Linked DNA regions of Gossypium hirsutum: all the other regions are linked to region 2. A link is a contact called in public Hi-C data. All regions are on one chromosome and are shown on one strand. The core of a region is the stretch at or near the end of the contact, and the rest is flanking DNA. Distances in the headings are between cores, read along the strand shown. Region 1 holds the start of LOC107919373 (CBL-interacting serine/threonine-protein kinase 9-like). Region 2 holds the start of LOC107948144 (rho GTPase-activating protein 5). Region 3 holds the start of LOC107923274.

What was found. A called contact is a pair of places that touch in the nucleus more often than the background predicts.
Region 1: a contact with region 2 is called in a Hi-C map of leaf, with 2.6 times the contacts expected there. The contact joins the promoter of LOC107919373 here to the promoter of LOC107948144 in region 2. A contact is called at or near these places in 3 of 34 Hi-C or Micro-C datasets (all in leaf).
Region 3: a Hi-C map of leaf shows a contact between it and region 2, with 4 times the contacts expected there. The contact joins the promoter of LOC107923274 here to the promoter of LOC107948144 in region 2. A contact is called at or near these places in 2 of 34 Hi-C or Micro-C datasets (callus and leaf).

The regions. Positions count from the first base shown.
Region 1 is chrA12:82,335,804-82,339,439 of Gossypium_hirsutum_v2.1, forward strand. It overlaps LOC107919373 (CBL-interacting serine/threonine-protein kinase 9-like), which reads left to right and starts at 2,291. Exons shown (of 9, transcript XM_041082849.1): 1 at 2,291-2,642; 2 at 3,524-3,586. The coding sequence starts at 2,439.
Region 2 is chrA12:82,137,903-82,141,100 of Gossypium_hirsutum_v2.1, forward strand. It overlaps LOC107948144 (rho GTPase-activating protein 5), which reads left to right and starts at 1,936. Exons shown (of 5, transcript XM_016882615.2): 1 at 1,936-2,560; 2 at 2,653-2,773; 3 at 2,838-2,957; 4 at 3,059-3,198. The coding sequence starts at 2,133.
Region 3 is chrA12:82,298,471-82,301,774 of Gossypium_hirsutum_v2.1, forward strand. LOC107923274 reads right to left here and starts at 1,575. Exons shown (of 1, transcript XM_016853488.2): 1 at 157-1,575. The coding sequence starts at 1,376. The coding sequence ends at 279. LOC107923287 (GRF1-interacting factor 3) reads right to left here. Exons shown (of 5, transcript XM_016853496.2): 3 at 3,140-3,216; 4 at 2,454-2,541; 5 at 1,695-2,376. The coding sequence ends at 1,996.

The DNA.
Region 1 (3,636 bases), core at 1,041-3,540, 200 kb after region 2:
AGGAAGATAAGGCAATGGTATGGTATAAAAGAGAGTTCCATTGGCTGATTTATGGAGAATACTAATAACAATCATGATGGCGATGACGATCACCAGTCTTGCTCGGTTGGTTTGTGGATTGAAGAGTTCCATTGGTCCACGTGTTACAAATGCATTAAGGTCAGGCACAATGATTTTTTCCCACTCAAAATTTCATAAAAATATTTATTTTAATTTTTTTATTTGATTTTTTTCTCTTTTAGTTTTGAATATGGATTTTTATTAAATAGAAAAATTAATATTAATTTTTCTAATGTTGGCATATACATAAATTGTCAAGTAGATAATAACATATTAATGTTTAATAAAATTTAAAATATAATAAAATATTTACTATAAATTTCATACTTTTTAAATAATTTTAATGGTTTTTAATTTTTAATTTTTTATAATAATATTGAAAATTTAAATTTTAAAAAACTAATTAAATAATGATATGTCATCCACACGATAATCTATATATATGCCACTTTAAGGGGCAAAGTTAGAAATTTTTTAAGGGGCTGAAATTAAATTGTAATTTTTACTATAGTAAAAATATAATTTCACTATTTTTATAGCCTATATCTTTATAATTTTTAAAGAATTAAATCAAATTTTATCATTTTTTGGGGGCCAAAGTGTAATTTTACCTTTACTAATTTAAAATTTTAAAAAATTTAAAGAGTCTAAATAGAAAGTTTTCCATTTTAGGGAGATCAGGTCTACTAGCCCCCTAGTTTCGCCCCAGACCACTTCATCAAAATTTTAAAAAATCGAGTTTTGTTCAACCCTAAACATAAATTGTTTCTATCTTCAACTTTAAAATTCTTAAATAGGGACATCATCAGTTCATTTTATCATGAACCTTAATTCTCTTCAACAGAGTAACAAATTATATTAAAATATTTTACCCTTTGAGAGACTTGAATCCCCAGAAGGTTTCCAGTAAATATTTTGAATAGAAATTTTAAAATATAAGAGAAGAGATGAAGAATTGGTGTCAATGGGAGCAGTACAGATGAAAGGAATCAGCTGGGTCTCAAACCTTAATATTTGTTCTAACTTTCCTGCTAGTTAAAGAGGGGGAGTCAATGAGAAACAGGAAGAAACGGTACCTTTTCTCTTTACTACATTATTTAATTCAAATAAAATATTTTTAAATAATATATATTTCTAAAAATAATTTCTTCAAATTTGTGTTCTGAAAATTTTAAAAATGTTATTGTGTGAACAATTTTTTGTTCAACTAAAAACATTCACATTTGCATACTTCAGATAAAAAAATTTAAGTATTTGAGAAAAATAATTATTAAATTGGGAATTAAGTCAAAATAATATTTCAAATTGGATAAAAATGGAAAAATATTAATTTTTCTCAATTTAGAATTATAAATAAATAAAATACTTTTTAGAGTAAACCATAACAATAGTCACTTTTGTTTGCCTCAAATTACATTTTAATTATTTATGTTTGAAATATTATGTTTTAGTCATTTACGTTATCATTTTGTTATGAAGTAGTCATTCCATTGTTAGGCTCTATTACTTCCCTAACGGCAATCCTACATGGCAGCCCAAATGAGTTTTAAATACCAACTTGGATAAGAATAATTTTTTCAGTCAAAATAGAAAAGAAAACTAAAAGAAAAAAGAGACGAACGATTTTTCTTTTTCAGTTCAAGGTGTAATTAATTTAAATTTTTTAATTAATTAAATTTATTTAATTAAAAATCTATTCTCATCTCACTTGGAGTTGATACTTAAAATTCATTTAGACTACCATGTAATATCGTCGTTAGGGAGGTAATGAAACTTAACGATAGAATGACTATTTTGTAACAAAATAATAATATAAGTAATTAAAATATAACATTTCAAATATAAATAACTAATATATGATCCGAAAAAAAGAGAGAGTATTTTTTATAGTTTATTCTACTTTTTAAAATATGGAAAACGAGACAAGTAATAAAGCAAAAAAATAAATCCACTCCAACACGAAACTCGTTAACCCACGTGTTTTGTTTCCTTTTAAAGAAAGAAATGATGGGAGGGGATAATTGTCTTTTGCCCCATTCTACGTAAATTCGTTAAATTTAATAGACAAGATCAGAAGGGTTAAGTTAGTAAATTCAAAAAGGCAGCCACGGAAGGAACAACTATGTTTCCGGATCCACGTCATTATCCTCTGGGCCCCACATTTCCCGCTCACCAATATAATCCCTCTAATGCCTCGATATCTATAATTCCATGCTTCCCTTCAAATCATTCCTGCCACTCCTTCGCCGTTGCCTCCGCCGTTTTCTTCCCCCTCACCACCACATTTCCGCTCTTTTTCTCTCTCTCGTCAATTCTCCCCACGCCAAAGAACCCCCCTAAAAAAGGGGAAATCTGTACGGATTGTTTAAGGCAGGACAATGAGCACGAAGAAGAGTAGTAATAATACCGCGGGGCAGGTACGGACGATGAGGACACGTGTGGGGAAGTACGAACTGGGAAGAACGTTGGGTGAGTGGAGCTCTGCGAAGGTTAAATTCGCTAAAAATGTGGAGATCGGCGAGTGTGTCGCCATTAAAATCCTAGACCGTGAACAAGTCCTCCGTCGCCGGATTGTCGAACAGGTAAAAATATAATCTTTGCATGTATATGGAAAACCACATAGATGTTTGCCGGTCGTCAATAAAATGTGGGTCTTACGTCTACTCATTTCAAAAAGTTGGACCATTGCTATGATCCTCCACGTAAAATGCATGGACCAGTGACTTTTTATTTGGATTTAATATAATTTTTAGCCCCTTTGCAATTAGGTCCTAATTGGTTCCTATATAGTTTTTGGTTTATTTTGATGCTTGAACTTAAAAATGATGATATAACACATCATTTAGGTGATAATGTGGTCTAACTTAGAGTGTCATGTCATTAAATTTTAGTTGAATTCGAATTTAAGGATAAAAATGAACTTAATTATAAGTTTAGGTAATAAAATGGAAAAAAAGTACAAATACTAATATGGACTTGCTTACTAAGTCTAAAGGGTCAAAATTTATATTAACCCTTTGTTAATTGATATAAGAATATGTGTTGATATTTATAATTAAATTATAAATTTTTAAAGATTAAAAGTATAATTTTATTTTATATCTTTTTTAAGTTAAATAAAATTTTTATATTTTTGGGTTTAAAGTTCAAACTTCTATTCATAATTAATGAGCGGCTAAATAGTAATTTTTTATTTCAGAGAAATCAAGGTATTTTGGAGGGATTAAAGCTCTTACTTGACCTGTCATATTGAATTATGAGTAAATTTAAAACCGAATCGAATTAGAGAATATCCTAAACAAAAATAAGCTTTCCCAAAACTATTTGATCTATTTACGAAATACAAATCTAAAATTTTGATTCTTTTAAGATAATCTTGGGAATAAAATTAATCCCATATTTTATTGCATTCAAGATGTTTTATTTTCCTTTTTGCTTGAATGGGTGCTTTTATTTGGAACAGATAAAAAGGGAAATATCAATAATGAAGCTCATCAAGCATCCCAATGTAATCAAAATATACGAGGTAAATAATCTTAATCCCTAGAACATAGATGTAAGATTATTACTGATAAG
Region 2 (3,198 bases), core at 686-3,185:
TCGAAGTTTTATCTTTAGCATCTATAAAGAGTTAATATAGTTCATAAAAAGAAAACATCTCAATTAGTGAAGATAAGTATTTATAAAACTCAAAATAAATATTAGTATTGAGCGTGTAAATAATTATATGTTATATATAAAGTGAAGGTAGGTACCTCTATAAATTTTGGTTGACATAAAGTAAACTAGACTTCCGAGATAATTCAATATGGTTTTTAACTCAACAAGATGTACATCAACATCCGAGAAAAACAGGACCAAACACCAAGAACTGAATCGCTCAGCAAACATAAACAAGTTCAATAACTTTTCTTGATTTGATCACCAAAATCAAAGCTTCGGGGACTTAAAACAAAAGTCAGAACATTTAGAACCCCCAGCAAATGTGTCTATACCTGTGCATGCAAATTGCAAACTGCAAATGCAACAGTAGACATGTGAAGTGTAAAAAGCATTCCACTTTCCAGTTCAGACAAGATTAGGGATGTGGGACCAGGAACCGTCGGATCAACATCAGGCGGTGGGACTATATCTGCATGGTAGGTGTTCATTGTTCACGTGTCTCGTCGTATTTGCCGCTGCATGGTCATGGTGTATTTAATTAACCGGTAGCTACCCTTTCCATGTCTGCCTTTTACCTCCCTTGCTTTCACAAAACTTGGTTCTTAAAAGTACAAAACTCTTTACCATGTCTATCTGTTCAGAACTATTTAACAGGCTTTTCCATCCACTTTTATATTAAAAGATTGGTAAAAGTGCTATAGAATTCCTCTATTAGTTGTTTAGATTACAATTTGTGTTCCTGTATTTAAAAAACGGTAGATTAAAAAGTAATTTGGTCAATTCTATTGAAATTTCAATCTATTTCTGTTGTTAACAATTGACATGGCTGACGGAATATAACCAAACAATTACAAGTGGCATGCTTAGTGTACCTCATTCTAATGTATAGGGATCAAATTTTAAAATTATAAATAGATGAAATTTTTAACAGAAGGATCCGTTTGCTTTTTAATTTAACGTATAGGAGCTAATTTGCTCTTTTTTTAGTAAAAGGAAAAAAATATAATCTGACTTATAGTATAAGGGCCTCCATTGCACTTTTACCTATTTTGTTTGATCAAAGCTAGATACTTTTTAAGTAAAGTATTGAATTTAAGTTTTAGGAATGAAGAAAATAGCAGTGGAACAAATTTGGTCCCCAAATCTAATTTGATTTAACTTTGAATTCAAAGGTTTTATGTAACTATGGGACATTGAAGGTGTCGTATAAAAGAAAGGTTAAATTTTGCTATCACTCACTTTATTTTATAAAAAATTGTAGATTTAGTTCTTATACTTTTTAAATTAGTCAATTTTAGTCCTTATATTTTTAAAATTTTGAAATTTTAGTCATCACCCAAATAATAAGAATTAAATTTATTTGGTTAAATTCAATTACTAGTCTAGCACTATGCGTACAATTGTAGATTAGTCTATATTCTCCAATTGTACAATTCTAAGTCTCTATACTTTTCGAAATTTACAATTTCAATCTTGATACAAATGATGGTCATTAATCCATTAACTGGATTTTTAGTGAATAATGAGGAAATAACAAGTTGACATGGTATTACACATATGATAATATATTTGCCACATCAAATTTTAAAAATAATAGAATATAACATAATGGATTTAATAGTTATTCTTTTGGTGAGGACTGAAACTTTAAAATTTAAAAAGTAAAAGGACTAAATTCACAATTTTTGTTAAGTTCAGAGACTAATAACATAATTTAGCCTAAAGAACAGATGTTTAATGGGACCTTATGTGTATATATTACAAAAAAGGATTTTTTTTTCAAATATATTTTTTTAATGGTACTCTTGAAACTGTCTTTCTGCAATGACAGCTTATTAGTAGGGTAGAAAGCACCCATAAAAGCTTCAGATTTGAGACAAAAAAAGAAACCTTGCCATGTGCCCATGTGACTGTACTGTGGGGGACAAGAAGTGAATATATATGTATATATATGTACACTCTAATTTAAGTTGAATTTTAATGCATTTTTATAATTAATAAGAGCTGTTATTTTCATTTTCTCATATATAATACATATTTTAACGTAAGATTTTGGATGAGAGAGAACGATGGCTGGGTTGTTTCGATCCAAATCTTGTGGACTGCTCGGACTCAGTGAGTTAAACCATGCTGCTCCGAGTCCATTCTTTCACCAAACCAAGACGAATGACGATCATGAAGAAGAAGAAGATTTTGCAGAAGATGGGATGAACCCTATTGCTACGACGCCATTGATAAGCTCGAAATCGAAATTTGGTTGTAGTCATGGAGGACGACGAGACAACAACCAATTCCCGTTTGTGGATATATTAGCAGCGTTGTTAAGGAAGTCATTAGTCACTTGCAGTGTGGACACCAACGACATATCTTCCATGGATATTAGCTTACCAACTGATGTCAAGCATGTCTCTCATGTTACTTTCGACTGCTTTAATGGCTTCCTCGGCTTACCTACTGAACTCCAACCTGATGTTCCCTCAAAGGTTCCTAGTGCCAGGTTTGTTTCTTCAAAGCCTTGGATCCATGAAAGTTCTGGTTATGGATTCTAAGAACTCAATTGATCTGTTTCTGTTTATTGCATGTTTACAGTGCAAGTGTTTTTGGGGTTTCTCCTAAGTCAATGCAGTGTTCTTATGATGATAAAGGGAATAGTTTGCCAACAATTCTTCTTATGATGCAGAGTTGTTTTTATGATGAAGGAGGTCTTAAGGTAAGAGTCTTAGCCTATGTTGGTTTAATGACTAAATTATGTTTTAATTGTGTTTCATTTGAAGGCAGAAGGAATATTTCGGATTAATGCCGAAAATAGTCAAGAAGAGTATGTTCGAGACAAGTTAAACAAAGGTATCTTACCGCACGGAATCGATGTCCATTGTTTAGCTGGTTTGATAAAGGTATAGATATATATAAGCATGTCTGGTTTTAAACCTTGGTGATGATTGAATTTGTGCCTTGCGATTCACGGCATATCTGGTTTCGAATTAATGTTTCGTAGGCATGGTTTAGAGAACTTCCTAGTGGAGTGCTCGATTGCCTTACACCGGAGCAGGTGATGCATTGCAACACGGAAGACGATTGCGTTGAGCTTGTGAAGTTGCTTCCTTCAACAGAAGCTGCTTTACTTGATTGGGCTAT
Region 3 (3,304 bases), core at 325-2,824, 160 kb after region 2:
AAGATAACATGGTATTAGGGATTAATATTTTTGGGTTTAATTTAATTTTTTGGTATTGATATAAATTCTAATTTAATTTAAGTTTTTCAATACCAAAACTTATCCTACTTCACTGCCTTCCTAAACTGTTTGGTTTAGTGTATACAAATTAATGGATAATTTAAAAAATTATTTTTTTTATTCTTGCTTTGTTGAATGACTATGAAGGCCAAGGTAAATCCCATTATTACACAATCAACCCCAAAGTTTTCCCATTCTTTTTTACATGGATAAAAATATCAAAAATTTCTTACTAAAGCAGTATCAATGACCCAATGTTGACCATCAGTTCGGATGTTGAGATGATTCATTTGCGCAAACAAATTGACTGCCCTTCTTACCCCATGGTTATCCGCGGCGGTAAAATAATCATGCCCAAAAATCACCCCACCGGGTTTCAATATCCGATACGCTCCGTTTATATCTCCCCAAGCGGATATGAAATCATGACCCGCATCTATTTCTAATAGATCCGCCATTATTCCCCATTCACATAGCTTCTCTAGACCCGATCTTGTCGAAAACGGTACGGGTAAAACCGACCCGGTTGCGTTGAAATAAACCACATTTTGCATGAACTGTTGAAGCAACATAACGTCGCCGTTTATGTCGTTAATGTATTTGAACCGGTCTCTGAAACCCGGCCATCCACGGAAATCGTCGAGGCATAGTATCTGTGTTTGGAGTCCGAGTTTCCGAGTCACGTTCACCATGTGAAGAGCTGACGCGCCTAAGAAAGTTCCCACTTCGACGATGAGTTTGGGTTTGACTCGTTTTATTAAGTGCTCGAAAACGTCACCGTTAGATCCCCAACCTCTGATTCTTTTTGGTTTTAGGATGGAACGGAGGTGGGGTGGTGGGAAATCGGTGTAAGGGGAGGAACCTTTGAAGACTCGTTGAAGAATCGTTGGGAAGACGAGATGGGGTGGGAGAGGTGAGTTGGAACAGTGAGGGGCGACTCGGAAGTTGTCGAGTTGGGTTGGTAAGCTAGCGAGTTGAAAGACAGAAGGCGGCGGAGGAAGTGGTGGTAGTGGTGCAGGAGGAGAGGAGTGAGAGAGGTAGCCCAAGGTGTAACTGAGCAAGACGATGATGACATACACGGTGGTATAAGTGAAGAACTTGGTGGTTATAAAAAGCTTGTTTCTTTGGTGGTTATGGAGGTGAACAGGGCGTTGTTGGTCTTCTCTCATGGCGGTTTCTGGTTTTTGCTTTTTCTTGCTCAGGTCTTCTAAAATCAAAACACAGAACAAGAAAGTTAAAGAAAAGGCCTTTCCTTTTCCAGCATTGGTTCCGTGCCAAATGTTTTGAGAGTGATTTTTGTGCTTCATTTTCACCATTGAAAGCTGACATCTAAAGAATATGTTAAAGAATTTTCAAGTTGATTTTGTTTTCTTCTTTGTACTTTGATTCTAATCTTAATTGTTAAGAGACATAGCATCTATAGCTCATTTTACCATGCTCGATGCGTTTGTTTTACAATCAATGAAGTTTTGCTTTTTGCTTTTTTACTAAAAGATGCATTTCTAAAGGCCGAATACAATGGATGAGATAAGCCAACAGATTTTTAGCTTCTTCAACATGAAAGGTTCCACTTTGACAACCATGACCTGGATTTACAAAGTAATTTACAAAAGCAAAACCAGGAAAAAGCAATGTAATTTTCAACTGGATCACAATTTAGATACAAGCTGCAAACTTTTATAGGTTATTACAAAATGACAGCCTCAGAGGTAGTGACCACATGCTCGTATATATCACCTCCTTTTACAACAAAACCATCGTTGTCTTAACAACCTGTTGTTTAATTCGTTGGCATGCCAACAACCTCTCAACAAGAGTTAAACTACCTAAACTGCTACATTAAAGAGCAAGTTGAAGGTTTTAATTCTACAACAGTCTATGAGATGACTACCAGAGGAATACAAATTCTATTGTAAAATAAACCTACCATCACAGTCACTTTCCCTCCTCGGCTCTGTCGCCGGTTGTGCTGCCCTGTCCATTGGCACCGGTTTCAGGGTTTTGCTTGTTTCCAGCACGTCCATCACTTGGGCCTGAAGATTGAGGGGGGCCAGCACTGCAGCCACCTCCAAGACTGGCCTCGGAATGCATGGGATGCATGCCATTATTGGGTCCTCCAGGCCTGATTCCCATTTGACCTTGCATGGCTTGCTGATGCTGTTGGTGCAGGAGATGCTGAGGGTCTTGCATTTGATGTGGGTTATTGAATTGCAATGGCACCTTTTGAGGGTACATGCCAGGTTGTTGTGCCATTGCAGCAGCCTGAGGATGTTGCATAAAATATCCTCCGGTTGGAATTGCAGGATGTGGTGCCATCTTTGATGATGGAAAATGTGTCAGGAAGCAGTGTAGCAGCGGATAGATTAGAAGAAAGAAGTTATCTTAACACTCACCTGAGGAGGCATTGTTGGCATCGATTGCGGTTGCGCATCCGCAATAGCAGCTAAATACATCAAATTTTTTTGCAGCTGAGCTTGATACCTACATCATCAAAATCTTGTATAGGTACACTGCCTAGATATTGCACATGTAAGCATATATGCATGTGCGAATGATGTATACAAAGAAAAACCAATACAATAAACTTGGTTTCCATCACGAATCCTTGATAGCACATTTGCAGAAAAACCAAGCTAATGTATACAGATGACAAATAATATAGTGATCATTAATTAGTTCTATAAATGCTCTTGATGCAAGATAAATGGCAACAAGAACCAAATCGGGTTTGGTTGGAGTGGAGATTTTACCATCCGTATATGCATTACAAGGCTCAGACATATCCGCAGAAGACTCATCCCAGTTTGGATCTAGGAAACTCCCAATTCGAGTCCCACTTTCAACTAAAAACACACACAATTATCTAGGAAGGAAGAATTTACAACTAATTGACGATAACATTAAATACTTCAGTTTGAGGTATGTGAACCATAATACATCCTACAGCATCTAGCACTTTCAACAAGCCGCTTCCAACTTAAAGCAAACATATATAATAAACCTCAAACATTAACTTAAAGATGCAGCATGCGCCACTAAGGTAGATAAAAGAAGAAACTGAAATTTATAAATCACTTACTGCGCACATTCAGCAAGTTTTCCAAGATTCTGATTGTCCAAAATTGCCAAAATCAACTTCTTATTCTCATCAAGATACTGGTAAGAATGAAAATTAAAATACAAGAACTTAATGAATCATAATATACTCCATTTTTAAGCATTAAGTGAAAGATATTGTGAATAC